Linked DNA regions of Mus musculus: all the other regions are linked to region 2. A link is a contact called in public HiChIP or PLAC-seq and promoter capture Hi-C data. All regions are on one chromosome and are shown on one strand. The core of a region is the stretch at or near the end of the contact, and the rest is flanking DNA. Distances in the headings are between cores, read along the strand shown. Region 1 has its middle 6.6 kb from the start of Sec16b. Region 2 holds the start of Fam20b (family with sequence similarity 20, member B). Region 3 overlaps Sec16b (SEC16 homolog B (S. cerevisiae)). Region 4 holds the start of Rasal2 (RAS protein activator like 2). Region 5 holds the start of Qsox1 (quiescin Q6 sulfhydryl oxidase 1). Region 6 holds the start of Cryzl2 (crystallin zeta like 2). Region 7 overlaps Fam163a (family with sequence similarity 163, member A).

Evidence for each region. Promoter capture Hi-C pulls out the DNA fragments that hold promoters and counts their contacts. HiChIP or PLAC-seq counts read pairs in DNA pulled down with a chosen protein or histone mark.
Region 1: a contact with region 2 is called in a promoter capture Hi-C map of liver, with 2.5 times the contacts expected there. The contact joins the enhancer-like site here to the promoter of Fam20b in region 2. A contact is called at or near these places in 3 of 39 promoter capture datasets (the 3T3-L1 cell line and liver), 1 of 484 Hi-C or Micro-C datasets (the G1E-ER4 cell line), 1 of 115 datasets of contacts at active chromatin or transcription factors (embryonic forebrain) and 1 of 9 other capture datasets (liver).
Region 3: a promoter capture Hi-C map of hippocampal neurons shows a contact between it and region 2, with 4 times the contacts expected there. The contact joins the enhancer-like site here to the promoter of Fam20b in region 2. A contact is called at or near these places in 3 of 39 promoter capture datasets (hippocampal neurons, liver and pre-B cells), 2 of 15 datasets of contacts at CTCF or cohesin (the NIH/3T3 cell line and large pre-B cells), 7 of 484 Hi-C or Micro-C datasets (B cells, cerebellar granule neurons, cerebral cortex and 4 more), 2 of 115 datasets of contacts at active chromatin or transcription factors (embryonic forebrain and forebrain) and 1 of 9 other capture datasets (liver).
Region 4: a promoter capture Hi-C map of liver shows a contact between it and region 2, with 4 times the contacts expected there. The contact joins the promoter of Rasal2 here to the promoter of Fam20b in region 2. A contact is called at or near these places in 15 of 39 promoter capture datasets (the 3T3-L1 cell line, the SN4741 cell line, cranial neural crest and 10 more), 3 of 484 Hi-C or Micro-C datasets (B cells and embryonic stem cells), 4 of 115 datasets of contacts at active chromatin or transcription factors (SST interneurons, embryonic stem cells and large pre-B cells) and 3 of 9 other capture datasets (adipose tissue, liver and pancreatic islet).
Region 5: a contact with region 2 is called in a promoter capture Hi-C map of pre-B cells, with 2.1 times the contacts expected there. The contact joins the promoter of Qsox1 here to the promoter of Fam20b in region 2. A contact is called at or near these places in 1 of 39 promoter capture datasets (pre-B cells), 1 of 484 Hi-C or Micro-C datasets (embryonic stem cells), 1 of 115 datasets of contacts at active chromatin or transcription factors (memory CD8 T cells) and 2 of 9 other capture datasets (adipose tissue and liver).
Region 6: a promoter capture Hi-C map of pre-B cells shows a contact between it and region 2, with 3 times the contacts expected there. The contact joins the promoter of Cryzl2 here to the promoter of Fam20b in region 2. A contact is called at or near these places in 10 of 39 promoter capture datasets (the C10 cell line, cranial neural crest, embryonic stem cells and 5 more), 5 of 115 datasets of contacts at active chromatin or transcription factors (embryonic forebrain, large pre-B cells, pancreatic cancer cells and 1 more) and 3 of 9 other capture datasets (adipose tissue, embryonic stem cells and liver).
Region 7: a contact with region 2 is called in an H3K27ac HiChIP or PLAC-seq map of T-cell acute lymphoblastic leukemia, with 6 times the contacts expected there. The contact joins the enhancer-like site here to the promoter of Fam20b in region 2. A contact is called at or near these places in 5 of 39 promoter capture datasets (the 3T3-L1 cell line, hippocampal neurons, liver and 2 more), 1 of 484 Hi-C or Micro-C datasets (liver), 7 of 115 datasets of contacts at active chromatin or transcription factors (the SCID.adh cell line, T-cell acute lymphoblastic leukemia, embryonic forebrain and 4 more) and 2 of 9 other capture datasets (adipose tissue and liver).

Annotation. Positions count from the first base shown.
Region 1 is chr1:157,518,181-157,520,924 of GRCm38.p6, reverse strand. It overlaps a transcript of Sec16b not described here. Among named protein-coding and RNA genes, the nearest start is that of Sec16b, 6.6 kb to the left of the region's middle. Within about 2 kb of position 1,289, at least 92 of the 459 cell types and tissues checked have an H3K27ac peak or open chromatin away from gene starts, as enhancers often do. A contact at or near this core is called in the G1E-ER4 cell line and liver, where this site is marked.
Region 2 is chr1:156,717,590-156,720,447 of GRCm38.p6, reverse strand. It overlaps Fam20b (family with sequence similarity 20, member B), which reads left to right and starts at 1,538. Exons shown (of 8, transcript NM_145413.4): 1 at 1,538-1,582.
Region 3 is chr1:157,535,044-157,537,944 of GRCm38.p6, reverse strand. Sec16b (SEC16 homolog B (S. cerevisiae)) reads right to left here. Exons shown (of 26, transcript NM_001159986.1): 7 at 2,433-2,584; 8 at 2,032-2,093; 9 at 292-427. Among named protein-coding and RNA genes, the nearest start is that of Sec16b, 10 kb to the right of the region's middle. Within about 2 kb of position 1,279, at least 24 of the 459 cell types and tissues checked have an H3K27ac peak or open chromatin away from gene starts, as enhancers often do. A contact at or near this core is called in hippocampal neurons, where this site is marked.
Region 4 is chr1:157,410,732-157,413,869 of GRCm38.p6, reverse strand. It overlaps Rasal2 (RAS protein activator like 2), which reads left to right and starts at 1,275. Exons shown (of 18, transcript NM_177644.5): 1 at 1,275-2,133. The coding sequence starts at 1,932. It overlaps 2810025M15Rik (RIKEN cDNA 2810025M15 gene), which reads right to left and starts at 1,518. Exons shown (of 3, transcript NR_027984.1): 1 at 745-1,518; 2 at 75-126.
Region 5 is chr1:155,811,560-155,814,367 of GRCm38.p6, reverse strand. It overlaps Qsox1 (quiescin Q6 sulfhydryl oxidase 1), which reads left to right and starts at 1,469. Exons shown (of 12, transcript NM_001024945.1): 1 at 1,469-1,842. The coding sequence starts at 1,569.
Region 6 is chr1:157,456,917-157,459,851 of GRCm38.p6, reverse strand. It overlaps Cryzl2 (crystallin zeta like 2), which reads right to left and starts at 1,284. Exons shown (of 10, transcript NM_001033284.2): 1 at 1,207-1,284; 2 at 1,000-1,108. The coding sequence starts at 1,256.
Region 7 is chr1:156,088,635-156,091,665 of GRCm38.p6, reverse strand. The region is part of intron 1 of Fam163a (family with sequence similarity 163, member A); the gene reads left to right. Among named protein-coding and RNA genes, the nearest start is that of Tor1aip1, 54 kb to the right of the region's middle. Within about 2 kb of position 1,550, at least 21 of the 459 cell types and tissues checked have an H3K27ac peak or open chromatin away from gene starts, as enhancers often do. A contact at or near this core is called in T-cell acute lymphoblastic leukemia, where this site is marked.

The DNA.
Region 1 (2,744 bases), core at 40-2,539, 800 kb before region 2:
AAAAAGAAAGAAAGAAATGGTGTAATAACAAAAGCAAGACAAAAGAGACAACAAGCAAGCAGTTCTTTCTCCGGGGCTAAATGGGTGGAACAGGGCTGGGTGTACGGCTGGCATTCAGGTTTAAAGAATCAGTTTAGAGTGAACAAGGCGACATATATGAATGTGCTGGGTCAAGTGGAGGAACCTAGACACTGAAGAGAAGCTGAAGGGAGGAATCTCAGACCAGACATGTAGAACCCAGGATAGGGGACCCCACGTCTGAACCTCACTAAGGGAAGAGATACATTCCTCTGAGAGAGGAATAAAGAAGGCAAAGACCACACGTGAGTTTATACACATGGGACCCAAGAAGGAAAACTTCCCGAAGCCGATTGACTAGTTCTACTAATTGCCTCTCGAATAAGCATCTGGGAAGGGACTTGAGAGACACCAGAAAGTTTAAAATGGCCAGGGTGGAAAACATAACGGGGGGGGGGGGTGTGCTACAACTAGGAACACATCTTCAAATAGAAAGCGGACTGGAAATATCCCAATATTAGACGGAGGCTCTAGCTTTAGCCTCCATAAGGGCATGGGCTCTCTGTGCTTATTCCATACCCTGTGCCTGGCATGTAGTACCAGCTCAGTTATGTTTTCTTTATAAACATCTCAAATGCAGAGCAGCGATAGCTTCACCATGATTCCATCCAACCGTTTGCACAACAAATATAGGATTACACTTTTAGACAGAAACTCGAAAACAGTAAAAGAATGTTGAGGCTGTGACTGAAGGAATTTGGCCAAAGAGTGAGTAGATGGTGTCTCATAGGCACAAAGGAGCAAAGATGGGCCCACATTATGTATAAGTCTTGTTAAATAGCATTTGAAATGTAAATAAAGAAAATATCTAATAAAAAATTGTTTAAAAAAAAGTCTTGTTAAGCCAGGGTCACTAGCTATAACTGAAAGACACATTCCAAAAAAGAGTGAAAGAAAAACATTAAATTTCAATAATTTTTAAAACTCAGTCCAGGTGGGGGAGACTGGATAGTTTCCTTACGTGTTTTTTTATTTCCCCAGCAGTATCTGGGGTACTGTGTCTCTTTCTAGTGACACTAAGAATTAATCAAAGAGTGCAGGGCCCCTAAAGCCAATCTTACAGGTCAGCTATCTTTATAGCCTTAACCAGTTATTGATCAACAAAGTCCTCAGCCTTCCTTTGGATGAAGCTGGGTAACAGGAAAGACACAGAAGTATGCTCTGGCCAAGAGTTCCAATTATAGAGATGTGGGGTGCCAGAAAAAAAGGGGTGCCTGTGCCAAAGTCAATTAGCCTGGCACAGATAATCTAAGTCACCAGTACCGGCCCTGGGACTTCCTGAAGGCTTAGAAATAGAAGTTGGCACAATCTATAGGCCACTAGACCATAGTGCCCTATAGATAATCTTGACAATGGATTCCTTTTGTTGCCATTTGTCTGGCCTCCCACAGACCTGTTCTTCCTGCATCCTGAACTGCAACCGATAACTAAAGAGACACCCCATCATTCAAGAAGGACTCCAAGCTTCCTTGGCAGCCCTGGGCTGGCAGAGGGGTCCTACTTCTCAGCCACTCGGCCTCCCATTTAACTGGTACTCTCAGAGTCAGGATGAGTGCACCCATAGAGGGTTGTGTCTGTGACTTTAGGCCCCATGTCAAGTGCCAAGGGGCAAAGAAGACTCACACAGCAGCTACGGGAAATAAAAGTCTTTAGCGTTCTCAGGGTATTCTCTCTGCTGCAGATCAATGGCTGTCAACGCCTCAGAAGAGAAGCACACCTCAGTCCTGGAATAACTGTCTGAACAGGAGACCCTGTTCTACCATCTGTTCACTATATAAACCTGTTAGTAACATCCATATCATAACATTTCTTCATCTGCAGAGATGATCACAGAACCCTACCTTACAGAATTATGATGAAGATAAAAAAAATCATATCTAAAACTTACAAATAATTTAAATATAGTAAATGCTCCATAGGTGTTAATAATTGCTACTTCTCTAGATGTACGAGAAAATGCACCCACAAAGTATTCTACACACATCACCAGGAAGAGACTTGAATATTTATTACTGCTGTGAAATCAACAAATCCTCCTTGACACTCAATGCAGTGCCTGCATTGACCCAGGACTTAGAGGAAATGGAGAAACAGTATCACTTGACTACACAGGGGAAAACGCCAATGGATTAAGGTGAGAACATCAGCATTCACAACTTTAAGAAGTGTGGTCCAGTGCTTCCCGCACAGGAGGCTGGTTGCTCCAGGAACAGGGCAGGATGCCACAGGATGATCATGAAGCATGATTTTCTTTCTTTTATAAGCTATTTTCAATAGAATTTTAATTTAACATCAGCACAAACATTCTGAAGGGAAGTTCAAATTTGCAGTCATTTTTTTTTTTTTGAAGACAAGCATGAGATGTCAAAAAAATTTTCCACATTGGCTATGAGACAGATAAACAGACACATATTCTGCACCCCCACACTGAGTCATTCCTCGCCACGCAGTGGGGAAGTCTGAGAGACATATTCTGAACAAGAGCAGACATTCAAGCACTCAGAGCCAATGAGCTGGAAAGAGCCTCTGGAAGGATTCCAGGCCTGCAGGTGAAGCCATGACCGTGCCAGGAAAGCTCAAGCCAAGGCCCCTGCTGATATACAGTTCTTTCATTTACAGACCTAAAGCTTTCTGAGCTCTCTACTGCTGGATAAAATTCTGTATTA
Region 2 (2,858 bases), core at 289-2,788:
GCACTGTTAGTCACACAGTCTCAAAGAAAGTGTTGGCTTCCTCTTTTGCCTCATGGTTTTCTGGCCCAGAAGAGCTGGCTGCAAGCAGACCCATGTGCCTGTTAAGAAATAAGGCAGACTCTCATCACCATCCAGCCAATTTTCCCAAGAATTGTGCTTTCCATTGTCGGATAATGGCCTCAACCCTTTTCAACTCTATCCAGTAAAAGCTGACACAGGGCTGTCTACGCTGCCCTTTGTACGCCTTGCAGTGATGAGTGCTTCCAGCAGTGATTAAAGCTGCTTTCCCTCACTAAGTCTTCTGGGGTAGGGTGTCAAGTCCAATAGTTTCTCTGGGTGTCCTGATCGAAAGTGCTACACACACACACACACACATTAAACTAACTTCACACAATAATTGTATTTTCTCCACACATTTACTATTTAAATCTCACCACAATCCTGTCAAGTAGGTACTGTGTTTAACTTCCATTTCCCAAGGAGCCTTATACTCAGAGGCACTACATGACATGCCCAGTGGCATACAGTGGGGGGTGGGAGGGAGGGAGAGAGAGAGGGAGAGAGAGAGAGATCGTTTCTTTCCCTCTTGAAAGAAATTCCTGCTTAGTCCCCAAACTCCCCCCCCCCCCGCACAAATCATATCCAATGTAGAACGTACACCATAATATTTTAGGGTCAAACAGACTACATGGAAGCTGTCTATATGGTGAATAAACGTATGCATTATACAGTAGCTACTGTGTGTGGAGTGGACACACGTTAAGGGGAGGAGCAGCTCATTGACTCTTCAGGAGCCTAGTGGGTGAGTGCAGGGCACTGGAAACCAAGTCGCGCTGGATTTGCCCTCTTAGGGCTTACAGTCCATTGCAAGGCACAAACATTAAAAAAAAAAAAGCTATTATAATAAAATAAACAGGATTTTGTTAAGAGCTACTGAAAAGGTACAGTAGGGGAGCTCTGCTCTGGGCCAAAGCTGGAGCGATTTCCAAGGTGGGAAGTCTGGCCTCTTTTGGTCAGGGAAGGGCACTTTGGGGCAGAATCTCCAAGGAGAAGTCAAGGCAGAGCGAAAGAAAGAAGAAATTATCTCTTCAGAATAGGACTTCACCTAGATGACTGCAGGAAAGAAATTGTGAAGGTAAGAGAGAAGCCAGAAGCTAGTTTATGTAAACAGGCTTGGAGAAATCCGCCGACGGTGTCTGCGGAGCCCAGCGCTGCAGGAATGAGGGTGAAAGGGTTAAAGGGGGCGGTCCGGAGCTGCCCGGTAGTCCCGCCTACCCGCAACGGGGGCGGAGCTGCGCCGGGTGCGCACTGGGATTGGCTGCAGGGAGGGCGTTCCGCTAGGACCGTACCAACAGCCAGGCAGCGCGGAGGCGGGGGTGGGTGTGGAGCGGCCGGCTCCGCGGGGAGCGGCGACCGGGGAATGGCCGGGCCGGCGGTGGGCGGGAGCCGCAGTGGTGGCGGCGGCGGCCCGGGGCGGTGAGTGCGGCGTGGGGCTGCCCCTCCCCGGAGGCGGCGGGGGCGGCCGGGGCCGCGCCTCACCGCACCGCGCGGGCGGCTATGGAGCGAGCCTGAGGCCCGCCAGGTGAGTGGCGCGGTTGGAGAGGGCGCGCGACCCCTCGCCCGGGAACGACGGGAAGGAGGGAGGGAGGGAGGGAAAGCGCGGGCGGCGGGGGGCGGGGCACCTCCCTCAGGGGCCGGATGCGGGGCTGCGGGCGATCGGGAGTCCTTGCGGTGACCGGTGCTCGCTGCTAAGGACGGTCCCCAGAGGCTCCTGGCCCTGGTGTCGCCCTTCTGTCACACGAAGCCGGTGTCGGCGGCCCGGCGGGCAGCGCGCTCTAGCTCGGTCCCTACGCCGCCCTCCTGGTGGCCGAGGAGCGCGCTCTCGCTGAGCCCCTACGGGGCCCGCTTGGTGGTCGGGGAGCGCGAGTGACCTGCAGGCCCTGGGCCGGAGAGGGCAGCGGTGTCCTGCGGTCGTGCGCTCAGAGCGCCAAGGGGCACAACTTAGGATGAGACTGTGCAGAGTGGGCTGCGCTGGCGGTTTCATTTCCGGGTGTGATGGCCCGGCGATTAAGAGCGAGCCCAGACGTTGCCTTGAAGATGAATGCGAACGTTGTCAAGCTGTGTCCTTGATTGTGGAGTCTGATAAGACATTCTTTTTAATCTGGAGTCAGTGATCTGTCAGGCTCCTGATAAAAACGAAGAAAAGGGGGGGGGGAACAACAGGGCGTGGATGGTCCTTATACAATTACTTCGTTTAAAGACTTATGTCTCCAGTAGGATGGGTAAGGCGTTTACAATTTGGGAAAAGGATATGTTTAACACTGTCACTTGGATCTAGGGCCAGGTGTGAGGGTCATCTCTACTCAGCCAGGTTCCCTCCGGAGATTTGATAGCTCACGTTGGAAGAAAGAAATAATGCGATCTTTTCACGATTGAGGTCTACGGCTTTATAATACAACCGAGAATCCGGAAAGTCAAGATTGTCAATAATTAACCATGCCTACATTGCTTGGGTTGTAATTTCACATTGAGCTCAATGTGCTTGCCATTCCCTGAATTTATGCAAGCCGGGTGAGCAAGCTGAAAGCACTTGTGCATGTTATCGTCCTGAGAAACAGGTTCAGGCATTAAAGATGCTAAATTATTTGCATAGGCTCTAAATCAATTTAGGGCAAATTTAAAATTATTGTATTAAATTAATAACTTTCTTAAAGTTTGTGAAGATGTTGGGTTTTGTGTCCCAGAACTGTTACCTGAAAACAAGATGCGGGTTCACATTAGAAAATACTTATCACAGGAGAACAGTGTGGGGTGGGGGTGAGGGAGGGGGAGGGGGGATTAGTCGTCCCCTTTAATCC
Region 3 (2,901 bases), core at 30-2,529, 820 kb before region 2:
GTGGTTACTCTCTGCCTGTCCGCAGCCACAGTGCTTATTGGAACCACTCACAATTCCACTGGCTGGTGCAGTAATCCAGGGATTGTACAACAAACCCCAGCCAGCAGGGGGCACTCTCCAGGAAAAGGTTAGCATTGGCACACCAGTGTTAGAACCGGAGCTACACTCTCCCTCTGGGCAACAGTGCTACATAAAGACTGCTTTTTCTAACTGTGCTATATACCAACTCCCACAAAGACAACAACTTCAGCCCAGCTTCCATCTGCCCCCTATATCAAAGCAGTGACTTACCCCATTCTGTCGACAAAGGAGAACCAGCAGTTGCCAAAGTAGAGCTGAGTCTCTGCTCCCTGGTGTCTCAGATTTGAGACACTGCGTTGCTTTCTGCTGACAAAACGTCATGATATCCACCTTGTGTATGTCCTCCCTGTGGGACGATTCAGGAAGCAAGGCCTGAGCAGACTGACTCTCCCTGTACAGACTCTGTACAATGAACTCGCTAACATGGCAGAAGGGTGAGAGCCCAGGACTGGAAGTCTGGAATCGCAAGATCGTTTGTTTTTTGGTTTTTTGGGGTTTTGGGGGTTTTTTTCCTGTAGAACAGGGAGGAGTTTCAGAGATTCTCTTGTGCATCCTTCCATCTTTTAAATGAGGAGAGTAAACCCAAAGACCTTAAATGACTTCTCAGAAGGGTTCTGTTTCAAGTCAGACAAGACTGGGTCCATGTCTGGATTATGTAAACATCTCACTTGCTCTGAGCCTCAGTGCCATCCTTAACTTAGGACGGGACTTTAAAAACAACTGCCTGCATTAAAAAAGGGGGTAAGCAAACTGTATGGCATCCATCAAGTAAGTGCTTGTTAAATGTTCAAGAACATTCATACTATTTAATACACAACTTAGTTTTTTGCAAACCTGTAAGACATAGGGGGAAAAGGGTTAGGTACTTAAGGAATGACCCTTGAGATTTTCCTCTGACCTCTACATTTGTACCCACATACATGTGTGAGCGTGTGCTTGTGAGCTAGCTTCAGATTACATGTACAAAGAAGTAGCGACATTCACTGGCCTTCATATGAATAGAGTTTCACGGCCTTTGGAGTAGGCAGAGTGAGTGCTATATCATTTCTCAAGGGAAAAACTTAAAGATGGCTGATAAGCCAGTACTTAGTAGGCTACCTGGCATGCTGGTCCTCTGACACCCACCCACCCAGGACTCATCACAGCTAAAACCCGATGAAATGTGGCTGAAAATGCTACAGCAGTTCTACTTTATTCCTGCAGAGGGCAGACGTTCACAATGGCAGGGAGCTGGAAAAATCAGCTCAAGAAAAAGCCGTTTTAAGAACGTTTCTCCAGGCCGTGCTCCATTTCCCCACTAATCTCTATCAAGTCCTTGGAACACTGAAGCTTCCTACCAGCTAACCTCTATGAAATGGAACTGTTTTTAAAGGTCTAACTTGTTAAGCTTACTTCTCTTTCTCCTCTTCAAATATGAAACAGCTTGCTAAAATCACTCAGGTCATCTCTTTTTCTACCTACTGGCATAGAAAAATCTGGTTCAAATAAAATAGACATTTTCTTCCCTGACAACCAAGACCTGGCCAGGAAGAGTCCTCAGCTTTCAAAAGCCTTTATTTAGGAGTTGGTGACATAACTTAGTGGGGTCAGAGAAGTTGCTCTGAAAGCAAGAGAACATGAGATCAAATTCCAAACACCCCCATAAAAGCCAGGCATGGACAATGTGTTCCTGTAATGCCAGAGTTTGGGGGACAGAGACAGGCATATACTGGGAGCTCAGTGGTCAGACAGCTTAGCCAAAATGGCAAGCTTCAGGTTCAGTGAGAGATCCTCTCTCAAAAACTAAGAGAACAAAAGAAGATGAGGGAGAGAAAGAAGAAAACAACAGATGTCTTCCTCTGGCTTCCACATATGTATGCATGTGTACGCCTTCACACATGTGTGCATATCACACACACACACACACACACACACACACACACACCCTTAACAACACTTACAGTACTTTACCTAATAAGGGGCCCTGGGAAAGCTCTCATCTCCTCCTGATCCTCAAAATCATTAAGTAAAACCTGGAGTAGAAAATAAAATTAGGTCACCAAGATTCTTCCAGCCAGTCCCCACCAGCTGAATCCAGTCTCATATCCAGGGCTATGGTCTTGTGGTGTGGCTCAATGCCTTGTGGAGACAGTTATACTTGTTGAAAGATGAGTCACTAGCATCTCAGGGAAAATGTAAATCTAGCATCACTTCTTTTAGAGAAAAGCCCACCCATTCTTGCTCACAATCTAAGGCACATGTGACTCAGTTCCCCCTCCTGGAGATGCCCGGCCTCAAGCAAAGTGAGAGCCTGAGCGAGCCATTGAATTGAGCCGAGTACTTGCATCCCTGGAACCCAAGATAATGATTACCTCCATGCTGTGCACTTCAACGAGGGCCGTTTGTCCATCAGCAGGAGAGTTGGGGGGGACACACACTAGCTGGCCTCCTGGCCCAAAGCTCACAGACACATGGGGAACATAGAACCTCATAGGTGCCTTTGGAACTGTCGCTGAGGTGTCATCTGGCCAACAGACACATGGTGGACATCGTTAGGTTTATTTTCAGTGCTTTTTAGTTGATACACTACTGTTCCCATTCTACCTGGGCCAGGATGAGATGCTAGGTGAGATACTTGGTTAGAAAAAGTCATGCTCTAGTCTGACTTAACCCTCTAAGAATACGTCAGATTATAGTGCAAATGGTCCAAATGATAACGCACTCATCTCGGATTCTCAGCCACGGTCAGAGGACAAGCAGCCTCTGCAGCCAAGCCTCCAGACTAGCGTTCATACCTCCCCTCACTTCACCCAGTCCTCCCAGGTCCCCTTGTTCTCACAT
Region 4 (3,138 bases), core at 26-2,525, 690 kb before region 2:
ACAAATCTAATCACAGAGTTCTTGAAGGATCAGAGTTGAAGAAATCAGTATCACTGAGAGCTTGTAAGACGTACCTGTTGCATTGCTGGCTGCTTTGGCAGGTGATGTGGACTGTCCTGTCTGCACCTGTTAAACAAGAGGAAGGGTGAGAGGATCTTTAAAGTCACTTCTTGTTTTAACATGCTATTACTCTATGTAAAATTTGGGAGAAAATTATAAAATGCATGCTATAACTCCCATAAAACACAAAAACACATGAGAATTCCTAAAACCTAGAAAATTAGATTGACCTCTTATAGAAGGTCAAAGTAGAGAGAAATGAGGGCTGGGGTGGGCTGGGACACAACAAAAACCCTCCCCCAAATATTTTTTAGCATCATCTAATTATGAAAAATTCCTGATTGGTTTGAAGTAGCCATGTTCATAAATTGTTGAAAAACCTGATTTGTCAACATAATTTAAATTGGTAAATTTCTACCCGAAATTATTATTATTACTATTATTTATTTATTTATTTATTTATTTATTTACTTATGCCTAAAATCTCTGAAATCTGGATTGGTGAATCCCGCTTTGGGTGGGCACAAAACGAAGCCAATGTTAAGGAGGAAGACAGTTTACACATAGACCAAAAATAAAACCCAAGTGACACTGTTAGAAGAGAAGCCAACAGATTGCAAAGATCAAAGGCAAAAAAGAGAAGCTTGTTTGGTTAATGCTGGGGCTTTGGGGCATTTCATGTACTTGCGGGGCTCGTCCATCCATCCGCACCACACATCGTAGCCATGCTATTCTAAACTGATGATAAATCCAGCTCCAGGGCGGACAGGGCGCAAAGCCGGGATCTCGCACAGATCTCAGGATCCAAGACGCGGGGCCAGATCTCCCTTGTGGAGGAACCATGGCGTTTCTTCCGAGGTGACTGTTAGATAAAGCAGCGTCTTCATGTTCTTCGTCCGAGAAAGAAGCATTGGTCCAGAAATCAACAGGATAGGGGCTAAGATAAAAGGGAAGCGCCTTTCCCATCTTTTTAAATTTCCCGCACCCCGTTTTCTCTCCGCCTCCCCAACACCGTCTCTGCTTCCACCAGCAGCTCGAGGATCCCCGCACCGAGAGGCGGTCGGAGCAGGATAGTCTTAGGAAAGTAGGCGGGCCTGGCCCGCTGAGTATTTCGGTGCCCGATTTTTGCTGTCTTCGGCGGCAGTTCCTCCTCCGCTCGGTTACTGGATTGCACACGCGGCCGTGAGCTCGGCACTCGATTGCTTCGGCCTATCACCCTGGGATGCCGCCTGCCGCCGCCGCCAGCGCCGCGGCTGCCGGGCTTGTGGGTTTCTCAGAGGAGCGCGAGCCGGAGGAGCCCAAGCAGCGGCCGGAGCGGCGGCCTGAGAGTTAGCGGGCCGGCCTGCGCGTTCCGCGGGAGCAAGCCGACGCCAGGCGGACAGAAGCTGGGCCGGGGCGCGCCCCTCAGGCTGAGGGAGCCGGCGCTTTGAGCCCCCGAGGCGACGGCGGCGGGAGCCGGTCAGAGGGGGCGGCCCCTGGCGGCGACGCCCCCGAGCCCAGCCCTGCCTGGCCGAGCTCCATCCTCAGCCCAAGCCCGGGCGGCCCGCGAACGCGCCCGCGGGGGTTGAGCAGGGCTGCGTGGGGGCGGGAGGTGAGCCCGCGCTCCCGGGTGCTCCGCGTCCGCTCCGGACCCGCACCTGAGCCGGGACCCGCCTCCGCTCCGGACCACGCTGGACCCGCCTCCCGGCCCGGGTCCCACCCTCCGCTTGCAGGTGGGCTGCGGCGCCCGGCCTTCGGGCGGTGGGCGGCGGGGAAGGAGGTGAGCGGTGTCCGCGCCCGCAGCCGTTCGGGTGCTGGTGGCCGCGCCGTCGTCCCTTTCCCGCAGCCGGGAAGCCCGCCCCGCCGCCGCCGCCTGCTCCCTCTGGGACACCATGGAGCTGTCTCCGTCGTCCGGAGGAGCCGCGGAGGCGCTGTCGTGGCCGGAGATGTTCACGGGGCTGGAGTCCGACTCGCCGCTGCCCCCGGAGGATCTGGACGCGGTCGTCCCAGTCAGCGGAGCAGTGGCCGGTGGCATGCTGGATCGGATCCTTCTGGAGTCAGTGTGCCAGCAGCAGAGCTGGGTCCGGGTGTTCGGTAAGGATCACAAGTCGTCTGCCTCAGAGGCTGGCGTTTCTCATCTTTCCTTGGGCTCCGATGCATTCTTAGTCCCCCATCTATCCTAGGTCAGCTGTCCACATCTTTTTTTGGTTGTTGTTGTTGTTGTTGCAGAAAATGCTTTTTGACAAGTTTATCCAATATATAGCGCCTGGTTATGTGACTCAGTAGGCTCCTTTGGACCTCTTTAGATATCCACAGTAAGTTTATAGAGTTGAGCTATCTGGACGTAATTCTTAGGTGATTAATTAAAGGCACTTGCTGCTGAGTCCTCAGGAAGGTAGAATGGAACAAGGCACAAAACCAAGTGAATGGGATTTCATTTCCTTCCTGTTGTGTGAAGCAAGTGTTGAGAGAAAGATATGAAAAAGCTTAGTAGAAGATGAGCTAATGAATGAAAAACAAAACAAAACAAAATCGAGGGGTTGTGGGTGGGGGGCAGAGATGGGAGAGACACCCAGCCCTAGCCGTAGCCCTTGCACCAGCCCCAGTTCAAGTGTTTGGTAGCAGTAGATTTACCGACAGCTTTTCCTTGAACCGTACTCTCTGCTTGTCCTGAGTGTGTAGGTTGTTTCAGATTGCACTGCTGTTTCTGGTTTTCGTGGTTAAGCTACCCGGTTGTCACTCAGCAGGTTTAAAGTGATGAACACACTAAAGAAACTTTCCCTTTCTGCATTCCGAGTAACCATCTTTTAAATTAAACCTGAATGATGATTTTCTATTCAGGAAAGGCTGTGGCAACGTTAAACATGCTGTATGCATGGGTTAGCTGTGGCTTTCCAAAATATCAAGCTAGCAGAATGTTTCTGCTACACATGACCATAAAAGACATAGTAATGTGGTTGAATATAAGATGACCAATTTGAAGTATCTGGAATCACACAGTGTTGAGATGCTGTCCTGCAGTTTTGTTTGTCTAATATGCTGTTAGTGATCAGCATATTGTATTTATGGCTTGGCTTTCATACTTCCAAATAGGTTCTG
Region 5 (2,808 bases), core at 220-2,719, 910 kb after region 2:
TCTAGGAAGCGTGTGCGAGGCTCAGATATGCAAAGAAGGCTGTTAAAATTGTGCCCATAATGGAATACAACAGAGTGGAAACAGGAGGGAAACGAGGAAGGCAGGAACCAGTTACCCTCAAAGCCAACAAACTCTACTGGACATCTTGGGGGAATTCAAGAACTCCAGAAAAAAGAAACTGGTTTTCAGATTATCAGAAAGATCTAGATAAAAGGATAAGAAATTTATATAATAATTTGGTTGTTTTTATTTTTGAGACACTATGTAGCCCAAGTTGGCCTGGCATTCATATTGTTCCATCCCAGCCTACAGAGTATCTGAGGCTTTAGACATGCCCCACCATGCCCTTTGGTTTGTTATTTTTTAAGATTACAAACCTGTATTTGGTCTTCAGCGGTATTACTGACTCGGTCGGTCCCTTCAAATATCAGATGTCCCTGTCCCTGACCACCTCCTATTATAACCATAGCTCCCCTTGATATTTGTCATCAGTCAACCTACATTCACTTGCATACCATCTGTCCCCATTGTAAGTTCCACACCCCTCAGTCTTTTATCACCTCATTCTTAATATCTGGTGCATGACTGGCACAGAGACGTTACTCAGTTTCTTATGAAGGAAAGGAGTAACACACCTTAAGGGCTAGGCCAAGGGGTCACAGAGAGGGCTAACTAATCCAGAGATACAAAAGAAAAAGGCCAGTGTGACAATTCTGAGGATGACCTATTCACTTCAAGATATCTCACAAGGCACCCGAGGTACAAAAGGTGGCCATAGGAAAATTCACTATCACTTTCTTACTTGTGGACACAAGCTTAGTTGATCCGGATACTTGAGAGAACATAGGAGCATGAGGCTGAGTAGGCTGAGGGCAATATAGCATCTGAGCTGTGGGGAGGGAGTCCAACCTGAAGGAATCAACCCAACAAAGGGTGGAGGGATGTCAATGCCAAAGAAACCTTGACTCCAAGGCAGCAGAGCCCAGCCAACTGTGGGAGAGGGCGTCCTGTCCCCTCGTAGGAAGCCCTCCAGCAATAGCTCCCTAGACGGTGGGGCCTCCGGAGGCGTGCGTGCTTCTGGCTCCTGTGGGCCTTGACAATCACAATGTCCTACCTCCTGGCTCTTTTCTCCCACCTACTTCGAATTCCCAATGTGAAAACTGCGAGAAGGAGCCCCCTGGAACTTTCCAGGAACAAGATAAATCTGTAACGACTATGCCAACGGACTCCGCTTCCGTAGGATACGGGGGCCGAGAGCGGCCAAACGTTGCCCCGGCCCCCTCAACGACCTCGAGTGCGGCCTGAGGTCCCGGGCGGCACTCGTTTCCGGACCCAGCTCGGAGGTCTGGCTCGCCGGGGGATGGGAACCGCGGAGCGCCCACCAGCACCGGGACCCCGGCTCTGGCAGCTCACACGCTCGCAGGGGCGGTCCCGGGAGTCGGCCCCGCCTCGGGGCGGAGCCTCTTAGCTCCTCCTCCTCCTCCGGGGCGGAGGCTGTTGGTGCGCGGCAGGCTCCGGATACTGACTAGTCACAAACTTGAAGGAGGTGGACATTCAAGCCGCCTAGGATGAGGAGGTGCGGCCGCCTCTCGGGGCCGCCATCGCTGCTGCTACTACTGCTGCTGCTCTCGCCTCTGCTCTTCTCGGGGCCCGGCGCTTACGCGGCCCGGCTCTCAGTGCTCTACTCGTCCTCTGACCCGCTGACGCTGCTGGATGCTGATTCGGTGCGTCCCACTGTGCTCGGCTCCAGCAGCGCCTGGGCGGTGGAGTTCTTCGCCTCCTGGTGTGGCCACTGCATCGCCTTCGCCCCGACGTGGAAGGAGCTTGCTAACGACGTGAAAGGTGAGAAGTGGAGGCCTTCCCCGACCCACCGGCAGGTCCTGCCAACCGTCCCGCTAGCTCGTCCCCTCCCTCGCGGCTTCCTTGGTCCATCGCAGTCCCTCCCCTCCCCCAATCCATAGCCTTTAAGTTCTCCCTGGCCGCGTCCCCTCAGTCCTCTGCTCCTGCGTCTTCCTCTGACAAGTCTTTGTCTCTATCCTTCGAGAGGGTTTTCTTGTTCCCTGTGCTCTTCTCTGAGCCTTTCTCCAATCCAGCTTTGTAGCAGCCTCCTTCCTCATCCAGGGATCCCTTCTTGCCAACTTCCCTAGTAGTCGAGGTGGAACAGTGCTGGATAGAGAGTTGGCATTCATTCTACCGCCCCCACCACTTTTCTCCACCCCCCGTGGCAAGTTACATAGTTGGTATACACATTTCCTTTCTCATCCTTACCTATGAGGTAGATGTCTGTCTTCATCGGGTGGTTTTCCTCTTTGCCTGTCCAGTCCAGGCTTCTCTTGACCTGCTACCTCTAGCACCTTAGCTTCCAGGCCACATTCTTATTTCTCTTCTCCTTGGGTCTGGACTCGCTTAGACCTTAGCCTTTAAGCCCATGAGACTAAACTATATGTATGCCTGTGGTGTGTGATTGGCCCGTGCTCCATGCTCCAGTCACTGGTCTGGCTATTCCTCCATTCTAAAATGCCAATTACGGGACCCACTCTTCATTTAATTACAGCCTAAGGGGTAGCAGGATAAGAAAACCACCAAACGTATAGGGATTTTTAAAGTGTGCTGTATTATAGGAATGTTAAAATATTGAAAAATTAAGACTTGCAGATGAGGGAACATAATAATGGTAATTATTATAGACCAAGTGCTTAAATAGTAGACTCTGTACTGTGGACACGACAGAATTTCCTCTCTACAGCTTAAAGATTCCCTGCTATACACACATCTTTCTAACTCAAGTCAAGGGTGCTGGGGGTGGGT
Region 6 (2,935 bases), core at 35-2,534, 740 kb before region 2:
CTCCAGGGATTTAAAGGCAAAGAAAAATAACATAAAAACACTCTCAGAAGCTAGCTCCTTACAATGCAAACAGCAAAACTGGGGAGCCCATGCCTCCGCATCCAAAAACTGGAGTACTTATTGACTGGTGGATAGCATGTCCACTGTCCTCAAGACACTCCACCTTGGTTTAAAAACAACTTAGCCAAGAGTAGGGAGGCATTTCTGCACTCCGGAGACTGACACAAGAAGACTGTAAGTTCAGTTCCAGCCTGGATGACATGGTGTTATCCCAGAAATGAATGACTCAAGATGAGGGAAGTTGAATGGCTGTGATCACCCTCTCTTCCAATAATCTGTTTTAACCACAGGCCCCATTTGGGTGACCTTTACAACTGTAGCTGCATCTCTGCCTCTCATGAGCGACCCCTAACATGAAGATACTCTTGCGTACTCCACCCTGTTTCAAATTGTCATTCTCTACTACATATGTGTCACACGCTGTCACCAAAGTGGTCAACAGGCAAGGCCAAGGTGACTTCCACATTTCCTGGCAGGAAAAGGATCTCATCCCAAATTACAGCAGGACATAAGAGGAGCCCAGGCTTGTATTCTTCATGAGATAGATTGGGATGGGGGCAATGGTTCGGGGACCCGTACATAATTTGATACTGACCCTGAAGAGGGGCTAAGCAAAGGATAAGGGTCCTTTTGTCTGTATTGTTATGTAAAGTCCTGTGTAAATCAGACACAGTTTCTAAGGCAACGGCTCTGGAGCTCTCTGAGAGGCCTATGCTTGAGATTTGAGGGAGGGCTTCCTTGACATTTCTAGCCTTTCCGTGAACCTTGAAAGGGCTTGACCTTCCAACCTAAAGTGGGTGCGCTCCAGCCTCTGGTCGCCCCCTACGCTTGGGAACTAGGATTTTGACCGAAGCAGGAAGCCCACGAGTGCTGGGCCGAGAAAGTCAGAGGCTCTGAACTATACAAGGAGGCATCCCGGGGTCAAGCTTGTCACCCTACCTCCTGTGGCCCGACGGGGCGGGGAGCCACCTCTTGAATGGTCAGGGGCTGCTTCAACTCGGTGCAGAGTGCAGCTCGGTAGTGCCGGCCTTGGCCCTGCCAGGCTTGCCTGCAACAAAGAAAAGGGAGCTGGTTTTCTCAGCAGTACCCCTGGGGTCTGTAAGGGGGCCGGGGGGGGGGCGGGGGGGGGGGGAGTTGGGCTTGCACCTGCAGAGCCACACCGGAGGGAGGCAACGCGTACACAGCCTTGCTGCCATGGCCAGCTGAAGTCGCGAGGGGCGTGGCCAGCATGTGGCAGGAAGAGCTCTGGGGAGAGCGGAAAGGCGTCCCAGGACGTGCCTGCTCTGGCCGGGTGACCTGACCGGCAGGCGGAGCTCTTGTCTGTCTGTGCAGGGGACTGTCAGCCCCACACCACTTCTAGGGTTAGACCAAACAGTGTGTGCAACCCTTGATCTCTTCGCTGGTTCTGGAAAACAAAAAGGAAGCATGAGGGAAATGATTCGATCACCCCAGATTAAGAGTCTTTGAGACAGGGTCTCATTAGGTAGCTCTCACAGTGTTGACCAGGCTGGCCTAGAACATGTCATCTTCCTGCCTCTTGTTTCCTGAGTGCTGGAACTACAGGGTGTGCCTGGAAGACTATTAAATCTGTGTTTGGTAACATTTCAGTAGTAGTTCTGGGGTTCTTTCTAAGAAAGAAGTCCAAAATGCACAGGTGAATCCTTTGATGTCTACATTTGAACTGCTAGAGTTCTTGCCACTAATTTTCTCACACAGGACTAATTATGATAAAAAAAACTAAACTGTTACCAATAGTCTGGTGTTAACTGATCCTGAACAAATCCAAAGAGAATATCCAATTAAAGACAAGCCAGCTGGGCACACGCCTGTAATCCCAGGGCCCAGGAGACAGAGACAAGAAAACTGAACATTCGAATCAGCCAGAGCTACATTGTAAGACCTGTCTCCGATAAAAATAAAAATAAATTAACATGATGACACATGCCTTTAATCCCATCACTCAGAAGGCAAAGATAGGTAAATCTTGGTAAATTTGAGGCCAACTTAGTCTACATAGCCAGTTCCTGGCCAGCCAGGACTACATAGAGAAACCCTGTCTTAAAATATTAGTTAGTAAAAAAATAAATAAAAAGTCAGCCCAAAACTTAATGACTCTCATGCTCCAAAGGTTTACCCCTTGGTAAATGTGATTCAGTGATGACATAAGCCTTAGGGGCACAGGTATGCCCTAGAAGAACCAAAAATAATACTACTGTCTATATGAAATAGTATATAAAATTGCTTTGGCATTGGCAAGATAACTGAGTGGGTAAGGGTGCTTGCTATCAAGGTTGATAAGCTAAATTCAACCCCCAGACGTCACATGGTAGAAAGAGAGACCCTACTCCCAAAAATTGTCCTTTAACCTCCAAATGCTGACCTTACACATGAACCATGTACATGTATGTACACACACACACACACACACACACGTTAGTATTAGATGTAGATCTATCTGACCTATTTAAAACAGCAAGTGACTATACGCCAGCAATGTATGTGAGGTACATGCTATGCTGGAAAGAATGGAAGACTATATCATTGGATAAATAGATTTAACGACAGCATGGCATCTTTGGAAGACATCTGGCCAGAGGGTATAGGCCACAGGTTGAAATCCAGTTCTACCACCTCTTTGGCCACCTCCCTAATGGTTCTCGCCCTCAATTAACTCTTCCATAAGAGAAGGCATTGAGCAGGAACGAACAGCAATTGAATGGAGGAAACTGTAAAGCGAAAAGGAAGGATGCATTTCTGAGTTTATGACCTAAAGGCTTTGAGGGCTGAGGAACCCAAGAACAAATAAGCCCCTCAGGTGTGCAGTAGGCGCTGTCATCATAATCGTACCCGTTGGGAATTTTCAGCTCCACATACA
Region 7 (3,031 bases), core at 301-2,800, 630 kb after region 2:
TCCATGATCATCCTGCTGGGGAGCACTGCATCAAACATGGCACTGGAACAGCAGCTGAGCACTTACATCCTGATCTACAGAGAGAGGGGGGAGGGGGAGAGGGAGGGGAGGGGAGGGGGGAGGGAGAGGGAGAATTAACTAGCAATAACATGGGCTTTTAGAACCTAAAAGTCTGTCCCTAGCAACTCTGTCAACTGGGGACCAAACATCCAAACATGGGAGAGCCCCTGGGGGCCCATTTCTTTCAAACCATCAAACTATCTGTCAAGAATTGGAGGTGAAACTTTGATTTAAAATAAGGGTATCGTTTTTTAAAAGACTCCCTTGATGTGGGGGCCGACAGTTAACAGGCAAGAACACTAGGTGAGGTTCAGAAAGGGAAGCTTATCCATCTGGTAACTGCGGCAGGGATGTTCTCAGAGGGATGCAATCAAGTCAGGAAGGCTAGTGGGGAGAGAGGGGAGGCCGCACTGCAGGATGTGGGAGAGCACCCCCTGTGAAGAGCACAGCTCAGTGGATGCTGTTGGACAGTTTGCACCAGGAACGGGGCCTTTTAGACATGTTTGATCTTGTTCTTTGGGCTTCAGGTGTGTTCTCCCAGGATGTCTTCTCTTACCCTCCTCCTGTCTCTCTCTCTCCTCCTGGCTCACATATGCAATCTTATATGCACGCACACACACACACACACACATACACACACACACACACACACACACACACACACACACTTGCAGAAATAAAAACAAGACAGCTTTGCATTTCAGAAGTGACTTTGAACTTTTAAACAGTGTCAAAACTGTCTAAAGCCTTTGAGGGCTTTTAAAGGTGGGTGAAATGCATTTTCATTATGAGATGAAAATGAGGCTTTAGGGGCCTAGGATTTAAAATTATGTGTTTGGGTGACAAGGGGTGGAGTTATAATGGTTACCCTTCACTGTCTTCTTGACCGTATTTAGAATCATGGATTCTGCCCCCTGTTCTTTTTCTGGTAGTGTTGAAGTTGCCTATCGTGGGCTGTGCTTGAATGTCTCGGCACAAGGACCTGCAGGGTCTTAGGACACACCAAGGCCAAGGTGACATGATAGAGACCCCCTTTTATGTCATGGCTTTGACTCTTCTTAATGCTCTGCAGGTGTTGTTTTTTCCAACAGCACACGTCTCTGGGAGCCTGAGGTTACTTATCTGGGGCAAAAGCAACTCTTCAGACCCTCATCTGAGAGTCAGGGCTCATCAGTGGGCACAGAAACAACAGATGCTTGAGCTTCAGCCCCACCCCCACCCTGCCTCAGCCTCCCTCTCTCACCAGCCTGGCCTGAGGCTTGCTGTCCTAGACAGTTTACAAGGAAACAACAGTCCCTCTCCTCCAGCTGCTAACCTGCTGTGTCAATTTCACCAGTTAATAAATGACTGGCGAAGGCTTAATTGCATCAGAAGAAATTGACATCAGCTGGTGCTTAGCCCCCACTCAATTAATTTGTGCTCCTAACAGGGTGGAGCAGGGGCAGAGGCCATTAATCACATACGTTGGTGCCAGCTGCAGCCTGCCTTCTGCATCTTTAGTCGCCCAGGAAGTGAATGAGGTGACCCTTTGGGGTTACTGATGGCAGGGCGGTCCCTTTGAGAGAGCAGAGATCTCTAGTTTAATGGAGAGTGGCTTTTAGTGTCCTTCCCCATCTATGCTCCACCTTCCAGGCTGATGTGCTCTGAATTCCCACCTCAGGACTACTAATGTATTCGGCCCGAAGGGCACCGAACCCAGAACCAGCCTTGACGTGGGTACCAGATGATGTCACTGATTCTACAAGGTCACCCCTCCTACATGCTTCCCACCCCACCCCTGCTGCCTCCAGACTGAAACCTCCCAAAGACCTCCATTCCTGTATCACTTCCCCAAAGGGCCAGACGGCAAGATGGCAAGATCTAAGCCTGGTACAATACAGACTCCGCCCACTGTGGGTGTGGCTCTGGGAGGTTTGGGCGGTCTCTGCCTCTTAACCTGTAACTTGGTTGATTGTTACTACAAACCTGCTTCAAGAAAGTACACTCCAGGGGACACCTCGGCTCCTGGTGAAATTTGTATAGCCCTTCTGGAAGGACAGACAGCAGGACCAGAGGCTCCACACCCAGTGCCTCTCCAGATGCATCTGTCTCGACCCTGCTGTGTGGTCGAGCAAGTTACTCATCCTCTCTGAACTTGGCTTCTCCCTGTTAAATAAGATGTTGGGGGCCAGCTCTTTTAAGAGTCTTTGCAAACCAGGCGTGGTGGCACACTCCTTTAATTCCAGCACTTGGGAGGCAGAGGCAGGCGGATTTCTAAGTTCAAGGCCAGCCTGGTCTACAGAGTGAGTTCCAGGACAGCCAGGGCTACACAGAGAAACCCTGTCTCGAAAAACAAAAACAAAAACAAAAAAGAGTCTTTGCATGTCTGTGACTCATATTTCTACACTGAAAGTCATGGGAGCAGGCTGGTTATGACTTATGACTGGCACTCTACAGTTTATAAGAACACCAGCAACTGTCTTTTGGAAATAAGATAAAAAGCAGCTGGATTGGGCTGAGGTGTGATTTGTGGGGATTGTTGTGATGTTTTGTTTTGATTAGAGGGGAGCTGGAGAGATGTCTTCGCTGACTATACTTTAAAAGGAATCTCAAGACCTTGTTCTTGAGCAAAGCCCCATGCAGCACGCTCTTTCCAGGGGCCTCTTGGTAACTCTTTGCTTAGCCCCTGGGTATCTGGGAGCCACCCACCCATTGGGATTGGCTCACTAACTATTGGGTAGAGCAGTGGATCAGCCACAGCTCTTCTCGCTAGTGGGTGGGAAGGAGGCCTTCACAGCTCAGCAATGGCTTTGCCAAAGAGATTTCCTCTCTAGCTCTTCACCAAATAACTGATTCCCCTTATGTGTGTGTGGAGTGTGGGGCTGGATCCTGAGACAGACACCTTGTATTTCCACTGTCCATTCAGCACATGGCCAGAATAGGGAACCTGCCTGAATACTCTGTGGTCTTCTGAGTTCTATTCATATGCTTT